Regions from separate parts of the Bos taurus genome. Here region 1 is linked to region 2. A link is a contact called in public Hi-C data. All regions are on one chromosome and are shown on one strand. Each heading gives the region's core, a stretch centred on a gene start, on an enhancer-like site or on the middle of the called end of the contact. The rest is flanking DNA. Distances are from core to core; before and after follow the strand shown. Region 1 overlaps HSF2BP (heat shock transcription factor 2 binding protein). Region 2 holds the start of SIK1 (salt inducible kinase 1).

What was found. A called contact is a pair of places that touch in the nucleus more often than the background predicts.
Region 1: a Hi-C map of blastocyst shows a contact between it and region 2, with 3 times the contacts expected there. The contact joins the enhancer-like site here to the promoter of SIK1 in region 2. A contact is called at or near these places in 2 of 11 Hi-C or Micro-C datasets (blastocyst and liver).

The regions. Positions count from the first base shown.
Region 1 is chr1:143,699,395-143,704,405 of ARS-UCD2.0, forward strand. It overlaps HSF2BP (heat shock transcription factor 2 binding protein), which reads right to left. Exons shown (of 9, transcript NM_001035493.3): 5 at 4,250-4,399; 6 at 1,838-1,970. Among named protein-coding and RNA genes, the nearest start is that of HSF2BP, 27 kb to the right of the region's middle. Within about 2 kb of position 1,712, at least 18 of the 102 cell types and tissues checked have an H3K27ac peak or open chromatin away from gene starts, as enhancers often do. A contact at or near this core is called in blastocyst, where this site is marked.
Region 2 is chr1:143,520,857-143,526,095 of ARS-UCD2.0, forward strand. It overlaps SIK1 (salt inducible kinase 1), which reads right to left and starts at 3,126. Exons shown (of 14, transcript XM_024996648.2): 1 at 2,993-3,126; 2 at 2,435-2,605; 3 at 1,873-1,989. The coding sequence starts at 2,590.

The sequences.
Region 1 (5,011 bases), core at 462-2,961, 180 kb after region 2:
GGGACAAGAGGGAGGAAATGGAACCTTTCCATGTCTTCACTGTGGTGGTAACGTGACTGCATGCATTTGTCAAAACTTGCAGGACTGCAACAAGGTGAAAAAAAAAGCTGTAATGGGAGCATTTCCCACAGGTAAGTTTAAAAGACAGAGGATCTATCTGACAGCTAACCAAGGCATCTGCTGTCCTGCCTACTCCCCGTGGAACAGTCTTGGGATCTGAGACACGGAAGGCCCCGAGGCCTCAGGAGAGCAGCAGTAAACGCCAACACAAGCGCGTAAGCACTGCATCACGGTCATCAGCCTGTAAGGGAACGCAATGCAGACACGCCCGCTTCTGACTCTTCATGAGGGCTCCTAAGTGAGCCGCTCCAGGCAGGGAAAAACAAAGCCAAGTTGAGCCTGGCTGCTGAGCAACAGGCTGGCCTTGCCCACTGGCCCACGACCTCACCACTGCACACCAGCTGGCAATTGAAGCAATTCAAAATCACAATTCAGCAGAATGGAAAGTCACATACATCACAGACTTTTGGAGTCACTTGCACACAGCAGAAAATCTAATCATCAAATTTGCAAGTATTAAACATTCTGCTAAAAAAGAGACCCCAGGGATCCCTGGTGGTCCAGTGGCTAAGACTCCACACTCCCAATGCGGATGATCTAAGTTCCACCCATGATCAGGGAACTAAATCCCGCACACGGCAACTAAAGATCCCACGTGCCACCAAATAACTAAACTAAGACCTCGGGCAGCCAAATACCTAAGTATTTATTTAAAAAAGAAAAGAAGAAAAGATATCTTACAGCAATTTTAGAAGGTGGAGCAGTGCAAGCCTCAACCAGCTGAAGAGGCTATGATGAAAGTGCATGAGGCAGTCCTCCAGCAGACAAAGGCCAAATCAGGACTGGACAACACCCGGGTCTCAACATCTGCCCGTGAAGAATATCACCGGCTCTTAAGGGCTTATGAAGAAATTGTCTACATGAGATCCACTGCATTAGGATTTCAGTAGATGAGGAAAAATAACATTTCCCCTCTATTTAAGAGCAGAGAATCACCCTAAGAGGAGCATAGCATACAGCAGATGAAAGAACAATGTAAAAAAGTAAGTCATAGCACTATAACTATTTCACTGACTTCAGAACAAAGAGCCTTAATACTCACTAGTATATACCATGTTCCACTATATTAGCATTAATTATTTAGTCCTTTGGCTTTATCCTTTGCAGCAGTTTTGCCATTAGAATTCTATCTAATCGTAACTATAATCTTTGGGGAAAACTCACTAAAGAGACAATTTAGATTTTTTGGAATTCTTTAATTACAATAGCACATTGATGGATGTGAGTCTGAGTGAACTCTGGGAGTTGGTGATGGACAGGGAGGCCTGGCATGCTGCAATTCATGGGGTCGCAAAGAGTCGGACACGAGTGAGCGACTGAACTGAACTGAATTACAACAGCAAAACAAGAGCAAGAGCCTACCTGAAGCTCTGCTTAAGGCTTTTACTTTAGGTAGATATAAGTAAATGACGATGACGCCAAACAACAAGTAGCTAAACATACAGTTTTGACTTCTGTCAACGGACAGAACTGAGCAGAACATGCAGCGCCGTCCTGTTTCCTAAGGTGAGCTGCTCATACTCACTGATGCTTACTTATCAGAATCACTGGGTGATGCTCCACAACACACACCCAGTCCCTACCCCGTCCACTGAGTCAGCGCCTCCAGGGCAGGAGCCTATCTGAACCAGAGGTATTCATGCGCACACACCCTAACTGTGATCACTGCTCTGGAATATATCCCGGAAAGTCACTACATTCACAGGGAATTACTCACTTGTTACGATTCCGGCCAAAGCAAAAACAAATTGATTTTCATCAGAATCCAGCTCCTTAACATCCCCATCCAGCGACTTCACAAAACTCTCCATTGTTTGACCAGTGATGTTGAAAAACTTCAAAGCTTTATCCTGAAAGTTTAGAAATGAGAACGTCACAACCTTTCAGGGCTACCAGCAGGAAAACACTTTCAAAGTGAAGGACACAGAAGACTCCAGTTTTAATTACAGAAGCAGAATTTTAAAATCTGTTCCCTCGTTAAAACTTCCTGTTGAAAAGATCAAGAAAAAAAGAGGTTTGGGGCATGTAGAAAAATTACCTTGAAGACTGATATAGTAGTAGTAGTAGTTAAGTCGCTAAGTTGTATCCAACTCTTGCGACCCCATGGACTGCAGCCTGCCAGGCTCCTCTGTCCATGGGATTCTCCAAGCAAGAATACTGGAGCGGGTTGCTATTTCCTTCTCCAGGGGATCTTCCCGACCCAGGAATCAAAACCGGGTCTCCTGTATTGCAGGCCAGTTTTTTACCGACTGAGCTATAAGGGAAGCCCATACATATGGGAAACAGTTCAAATTTATACAGTGACAGAAGTACTTGGACAATTCACCCAAAAATATACTAGAAATAAACCAGAAAAATAGGTTATCTATTCTAGGCATGAAACCAGAGGTTTTCAAACCTTTGGCAGAAATTATTTTTCAAATAAAATCTTAAATGAAACCTCAACACATAAAAGACAGCAAACAGGCTCATCTGGCATTTAAGACTCTTTGTGACCCCATGGACTGTAGCCCACCAGGCTCTTCTGTCCATGGGATTTCCCAGGTCAGAAGACTGGAATGGGTTGCCATTTCCCTTCCAGGGGATCTTCCTGACCCAGCAATCAAATGAGGATCTCGTGCATGGAAGCCCATTTACGTCTCCATTCCTCAGCAAAAAGAGTTTCCAAGTTCACAGAGCCTTGAAAGCAGTTCCTTGGGGGAAGGAGGAAGAGGAGGCAGGGTTCTAAGAAACGGTCTGAAAACCAGAGCCTGTACAATGGCACAAGAGAACTACATGAGGTGATATAAACATCCTTACTAGATTGTGGAGATATTACCCACCTCCAAAAATTAGCTGAAGAACACTAAGTTGTACACCTACAATAAATGAATTTTATGATACATAAGTTATACCTTAAGAAAGCTCAATAAACTTTAAAATACACTTAGTCCCTCCACCATTTCTATCTCTACAACTGACGAGTAAGTACTACATTGGCCCTCCCACCAACCATGCACCCTGGGTGTTTATTTCCATTCAGGAGCACACGATCCCCCAGAGTCAGAGCACAGTCTTCCTAGGCCGTCATCCTCTCGGCTGGGGAGGCCATCCTGTCACCAGTCACGCTTAGACCACACAGCTCCCCCACTTCCCATCCCCCTATTCTATCACTTGGGGGGACGGGGAAGGGGCGGCTCCGATGTCTTCCTGGCCAGTCTCCACATCCGCAGCCTCACCCGCCTCCATCCTCATTCACTGTCAGGTTGAGCTGCCCAAATTCTCTTGTCACTTTTCCATTCAAACAGCCTTAAGGAATCTTGTCCCAGAGGCCTTAAGGAATCTGTCCTGGACTGCTCCATCAACACACTAACCCCTACCCTGTGTCAGGAGACTCACACACCCTCCCTGCGTTTCACTCCAGGCCTGAGTACCCTTCCCTCCTCCTGAGCCACCCTCCTCACTTCCTGTTACTGCTGCTGTGCCAGTGAATCAAGGTTCATTTCAAATCTCTCTTCCTCTGTGAAGTTCCTTGACTTGTGTATGCACATGCTATTAACATCTATTTTATATATACATATATGATAAATAACACAAGGGCTTCCCTGGTGGTGCAATGGTAAAGCATCCGCCTGCCAATGCAAGAGACGCGGGTTCGATCCCTGGGTCAGGAAGATCCCCTGGAGAAGGAAATGACAACCCACGCCAGTATTCTTGCCTGGGAAATCCCATGGGCAGGGGAGCCTGGTGGGCTACAGTTCATGGGATTGCAAAAGAGTTGGACTCGACTCAGCAACTAAACAACAAAATAATATATAACATTCAGGCAATGAAATATTGTATTACCCCTGGAAATAAGGTATGTAAAAGCACTTAAAAGTCTGTTATACGTTCACAGATGTCAAGTAACGATCCTGACGTAGAGCTACCTCCACAACACCATACTGACTCTGGGACAGAAGGGAGCTCACTCCCTTCATCTGACACACCCCTGGATCCAGGTTACCTCAGGCTCTACACAGCTGGGATTCCAAAAGTACCTGACGAGCACAGCAAAAGGGTCTAGTCTGGAGGCACCCAAACAGAGGCGCTGTGCCTTCACGTTACACAAGCACAAGTCAAGCGTCCAGCCAGCCCGGGGCGTGCTCACCCCGCCCAGGATGGCCTTGACCACCTCCTCGCTGCTGGAGACACCCCACAGGATGGTGCAGGCCGCGGCGCCCAGCTCCGTGCAGTACTCGGCCTGCTGCAGCAGCTGCTGCTTCGCCTCGTTCAGCTGCTGGCGGAGAGCCAGTTTCTCCTGAAACCAAAACAGGATAAAATCAGAGAAATGGACAGCATTCAGCCTCAAAGCACCTGTACTGTGTTCCCCCTTTTGAAGACACTCTTAAAGAAATGAACACAGGATATAATAAACAGCAAGCGAATGAAAACTAGCCCAGGGTGAGGCACAACTCATATTTTTTTAAAATTGCAGGGGCAAAAAGAACACTCAAAAAACATGCCACTGCACTGGAGTTTATAAATACTGCCAAAGACATGAATTCAACTTCTTCTAAGTCAGATGGGAAACGCAGCATCTCAGGTCCCAGGGGCTATACCCAGGACAGCACTGCCTAGCGCACTGCTTGTTGAGAGTAGCAAGCCAACACAGCAGTTCTCTCATAGAGAAGTGTTTCTATACTTCTGTGTAGAAGTATTCTATACTTCTAAATTTCTATAAAAATGCCAGGTGACACAGTCAAGACCAGGCAGGAAAGATGGGAGCAGGAGGAGGAGAGGAGAGAGGAGGAAGGGCCTCCTGGGCATGCTCTGACCCAGCAAGCCAAGCCCAGAGTCACAGAAAGATGGAGTCCAGCTTTCTCAATCTCCCACAGCCCCTGAAGGAACAGCTGACGAGTCAGCCAGGGTT
Region 2 (5,239 bases), core at 1,876-4,375:
ATTCAAATCTTTGGTACTGAAAGGAGTAAAACAGACTCATGTATTTTAAAATATTTCATTTTTTAAACTATTGAATTTGTTACAATATTGCTTCTGTTTTATATTTCCGTTTTTTGGCCTCGAAGTATGTGGATCTTAGCTCCCTTTACAGGGATCAAACCCACAACCCCTGCATTGGAAGGCAAAGTGTTAACCACTGGACCACCAGGGACTATTTCAGAGGAAGTTATCCTTATTTAAAAAAGAGCTCTTCGAGGTTCAAAATGTAATTATTCCTTTAAAAAGGTACTTTGAGCCATAAACTTAAAGAGAAGAGCAGACACAATGCAGTTTAGCTGCAATTGTAACTGCCTTGGACCTGTGTGGTGGAGGGACTTTGAGTTTATCCCCTTCCTCAGTTTAAAAAAAGAGAGGCAGAAAGATTTAAGAGTCAACACGTTTGAAGTTTAAAAAAAAAAACCTCGAGGAAAGAGTTGAAGTGTCTCTCCAAGGTTCTGGGGCCCGGGCCAGCTGGATGCAAATTAGACATTAGTGTCACAACGAGAGCTGTACAATCATTGCTGCCCACTGAGCCCGTCATCTTCCAACAGCAGGTCCTGGAGCGGAGCAAATTCATCCCCAGAAAAGACCTCAACGTGGATCCCAGGGGCCAGGCATCTGGCTACCCGGGCTCCTCCTGCCCAGGGTCAGCGGAGGACAGGAAGACAGGGAAGGCCCTGGCTCATCCCCCTCGGCAAAGTCAAAGGCAGGCAGGCTTTAGCCCACTCCTGCGGAAACGGGGTGGGCACATTGCTCAGGCACTGACATCAGCCACTGTGGAGGAAACATCTTATCTGGGCCTCACGACGCGACGACAACAGAAACAAAACATGAACCGGAGTGCACGTGACGTGAGCTATGCGCTTAACGACGCCGAGTAAACTGTCATTAGGGGAACACGAGCCTTGTGACTCCCTCATCCTTCATTGTAACCGAGGGCAGCAGCGTTCCCCAGGGTCACTTCAATCACAGTCCTCTCTCCACCTCGCCTTGCCAAGGGCACACCCCCCCACACACACATGGTCCTCTATTCATCGTGGATCCACAGGGTTTCATGAGACTCCTCAAAAGGAACTTATACCCAACACAACTGGGTGAATGCAAAGAACACATCCTTCCGAAGTGGATCTAAGTTCATTCTACAGAAGTGGCTGGCTAAGGAAGAGATCGCTCTGCTGTCCTAATAAAATCAGCACCTAGTTTCCAAAGGTACAATTTATTAGTCTTAACAGGAGAACAAAAATAAAGTCACAAAGCAAACCAACAGGCGGACAGGGTGAGGTGCGTTCTCAATGTGGATTAGATGTCAAGTTCCCTGCTCTCACCTGGGCACAGGTGTTTTATGTCTCCATTTCTGATGGGAGGGTTGAAACAGAAGAGACAAATGCTCACTGCTGCCTTGGCATAGGTAAGTTTACAAAAACTGGTAAGAGCAGCTAGTTTTAAAGTTTATTAAAAATCTGCCGAGGTAGAAGTGTCTAGACTCAAATTTGTCCTTTCACACTAAATGGTTGACTCTCAGCAATACAGAAATCCATGTGTTTTTTTTGTTTGTTTTCATAGTAAATTTAACAATTGACCTCCAACGCATCCAAAACTGGAGCAAGTAACAGTATCAAATAAAACTTAAATGAAGCAAATCTGGATTATAATCCAAAAGCAAGAAAAAATTAGTGCACAGCTCACAAAAATCAATCTTTTTACCTTCTACAATCAACTCCCTGACTCCCACCCAGCGAGACAACCTTCAGAAACTGTAGACTTAAGTTGTTGAAAATTAAAAAATGATACACTTGCCAGAAGTAACAGTGGAACGCACACTTGAATCCTTACCTGATAGAGCTTTATAATGTGAGGATGATTCAGAAGCTTCATGATCTGAACCTCTCGATAGATTTTCTCCAAATTGCTTGAATCTAATCGTGCTTTGTCGATTATTTTTATTGCAACCTACAAATTATTAATAAAGGATATTTTGTTGAAATAAAACTCTGCGTTGAGCTAATTTACACACTTCGTTTTTTGCAGGTTAATTTCTAAAACACTTCATGTCCCCAAAGGTCACAAAAACTTAGGGAGGAAAATAACAAAAGTAACCAAAAAAGTCAAAGTTCAATAAATGTCTTAAGTCTCTGCAGACTCGTTTTACAGGCTCCAGCTGCACTCCTGGGTATTTGGTCATTATCCTTCTTGCTACTCCCCAGTATCTGTACAATTTACGCATAATCATAACATATCGCATTTCTTTCTATACAGAACTGATAAAAACTGTCAGCGTTTCGACCTTGGGACGATGGACCCCACAAGGAGGGATTTCACCAGCTTCCCCGACTTCGGGGAAAGGGGGTATCCACCCGCGGAGGGTCCACCCCGGGGTTCCGCCCCCACCACGCACCTGCGTTTTGGTGACTCGATGCCGGGCCAGCTTCACCACCGCGAAATTGCCCTTGCCGAGGGTCCGCTCGATGTCGTAGAAGCCCACCCGGAGAGGCTTCTGCTGGCCCTGGCCCGAGCCCGCGGGGGCCGCGCTCAACTCGGACATGATCACCATGGTTCCGGGCCGCACCTACGGGCGGGGGGCGCGCTCAGCTTGGCGTCTGCAGACCCGACCCCGGGCGCGCGGACCCGCGGCCACCGCCCCCGCCGACGACTTGCTCCACCGCGAGACCCGATCCGGGAGCCGTGCGCCCCGCTCATACGCCCGCCGCCCGCAGTCGGATCCGCTCAGGCTCCGGGTCCCAAGCCCCGCGGGACGCGTGGACCGCGGCCCGCGCCCGTCTCCGTCCTGAGCCCTGGACCCTCGCTCCCACGGCCCCCAGCTGTCTGCCGCACAACAAAGGGGAAGCCGGCGGCGGCGCCCCGGCCCGAAAACCCCGCGCGCGCACCTGCGGGGCCGCCGAGCCCGCAGCCCCGAGCCCGGCGGCGGCCACCGGCCCACCGGGCCGCGCCTCACCTCCGCCGCCCTCGGAGCGCCGAGGCTGGGACACCGCTCGCCCCGCGGCCCCCGCCGCCTGTTCGGCCGTTCGCTCTGCCCGGCCGCCAACTGCTCCGCCGCCTGCCGCCCGGGCTGCGCCGCATGTCAGCTCTGAGCCGGGAGCCGCGCTCTCCAGCCGCACGCGCCGTCCGCCCCGCCCCCGGCCCCGCCCCCGGGCTCCCGGGCCCGCCCCGTCACTCCCCCACGCCGCCGGCCCCGCCCACGGCAGCCCCGCCCACGCCGCCGCCGCCGGATTGATACATCCCCATTGACGTCCTTTTGACGCCAGAGCGACGCGCGGCCGAGCGCCAGGCGGAGGGAGAGCGGGAGATCGGGCGGTTGCCAAGAGACTGGCGGCTCTGACGCGCGCGCTGATGAGGCCGTCGCCATGGCGACCGTGGGGCGGTGACGTCAGGGGCCCCGGCCGCCTGAGGCCCGCCCGCGAGCGCCCGCGCTCCCGCCGGCGCGCGACCCCTACCGGACGCCTAGGGCGCTGCGGGAGGCTTAACCGTTTCGTCCCCAGTGAGAGCCTGCCCTTCCTCAAACGGGCGCACGGCCGCCTTCGCGCTGGTCTCCCCCTTCTCGCTTCCTCCCAGCAGGCTTGGTTCTAGCGCGGTTCTGAAACTCCTTAAGTGCAGCACGGTTGCGGCTGCGTCCTCTGCAGACCCCTACTCCCGGGTCCCTATTATCGGGCTGCGAGTTTCATGTGTCCCCTAGTTTCCTTCGGAAGTGCTCGGCCTTGGAGCCTCAGGGGAAGTACCAGGTGGGGCCCGGGAAAGGTCACAGACGCGCAGAATGTGGCCATACGAGGTGCAGATGACAGCAGGCCAGGTCTCACCCCCCATATCGGTCACCGGCTCCACGGAGGAGCCGCCACCCGCCAGGGACCCTTCTGAGCGTGGCAAGCACGGACATGGAAGTCATGGGCGTCCCACTTCGACTGCTCTTGCTCTGTACTGAAACGTCAACACTGGAAACCGGTCAGCCTCTCTGTAACCTACACTGGGGGCCTGGGGGCTGCCTGAGTGCGGTGAGCCCCCAGGGGAGTGGTTCAGCCCACCCGGCCCATTCACCTCCAATCTGAGGTCAGCAGCCAGCTGGTGACTGGAGGCAGCCCTTTGCTGAAGAAACCTAGCAGGCTGGAGAGAAGAAGAAAGCCCAGTGAGCTGATTTCTGGGCTGACCTGAGGTCTAGGTGGGAATGGACCCCACTCCTGAAGGACCAGGGTGTTGAGAAATCCAGTTAGCACACCTTAAATAAAGGCCAGTTTCCCTGATGGCTCAGATGGTAAAGAATGTGCCTGCAATGCAGGAGACCTGGGTTTGATCCCCGGGTAGGGAAGTTCCCCTGGAGAAGGAATGGCAACCCACTCTAGTATTCTTGCCTGGAGAATCCCATGGACAGAGGGGCCTGGCGGCTACAGTGCATGGAGTCCTGAAGGTCAGACGTGATTGAGTGACTAACACTTCGCTTTCTTTTGACTCAGTCCAGGTGCTTTGTATGCAGATGACAAAAGGGTCCTGTCCCTTGGGGACGGGGGTGCAGGTGGGAGGGAGAGCCCTCCAAAAGGGCCAACAGGAGGGTCAACAGTGAGCAAGGACTCATCCCTGCGAGGGTGGACACTGCAGGTCCCTTGGCCTTGGTCACTTTTGTCTGCTGCCGGGTCCACCATGCTGTCTCCTCGAGCTTCGGTGGAGGAGCTGGCAGGGACCTGTGCCCTCAGGACAGAGGTCAAGGCAGGAGGGGGAGAGCATGAAAATGGCAGCAGGTGACAGTTTCCATTGGCATCACTGCTCAATGCATGTTCCTTTACGCCTCTGCAGAGAAGACACTGTCTAAGGGAAGACACAGCCTATGGCAAATACTATTTATTAAATATTAGGGAGGCAGATGGAAGGCAGAAGAATCTGCCTGCAATACAGGGGACCTGGGTTCAATCCCTGGGTCAGGAAGATCCCCTGGAGAAGGGCATGGCTACCCACTCCAGTATTCTTGCCTGGGAAACTCTATGGACAGAGGAGCCTGGCAGGCTACAGTCCACGGAGTCACAAAGAGTCGGAAACGACTGAGCGACTCAGCACAGCACCCGGCCTGCAATCGTTTTCCTTGTGTTCAAGTATGACTTCAGAGGAGAGGGTGGGGAGCAAGAGGTAAGCGAAATGGATACAGAGCTTGGACACCTTCTGGGGAGGTGCAACACCTTTTCGGTGCTGGCCAGCTGCCCCG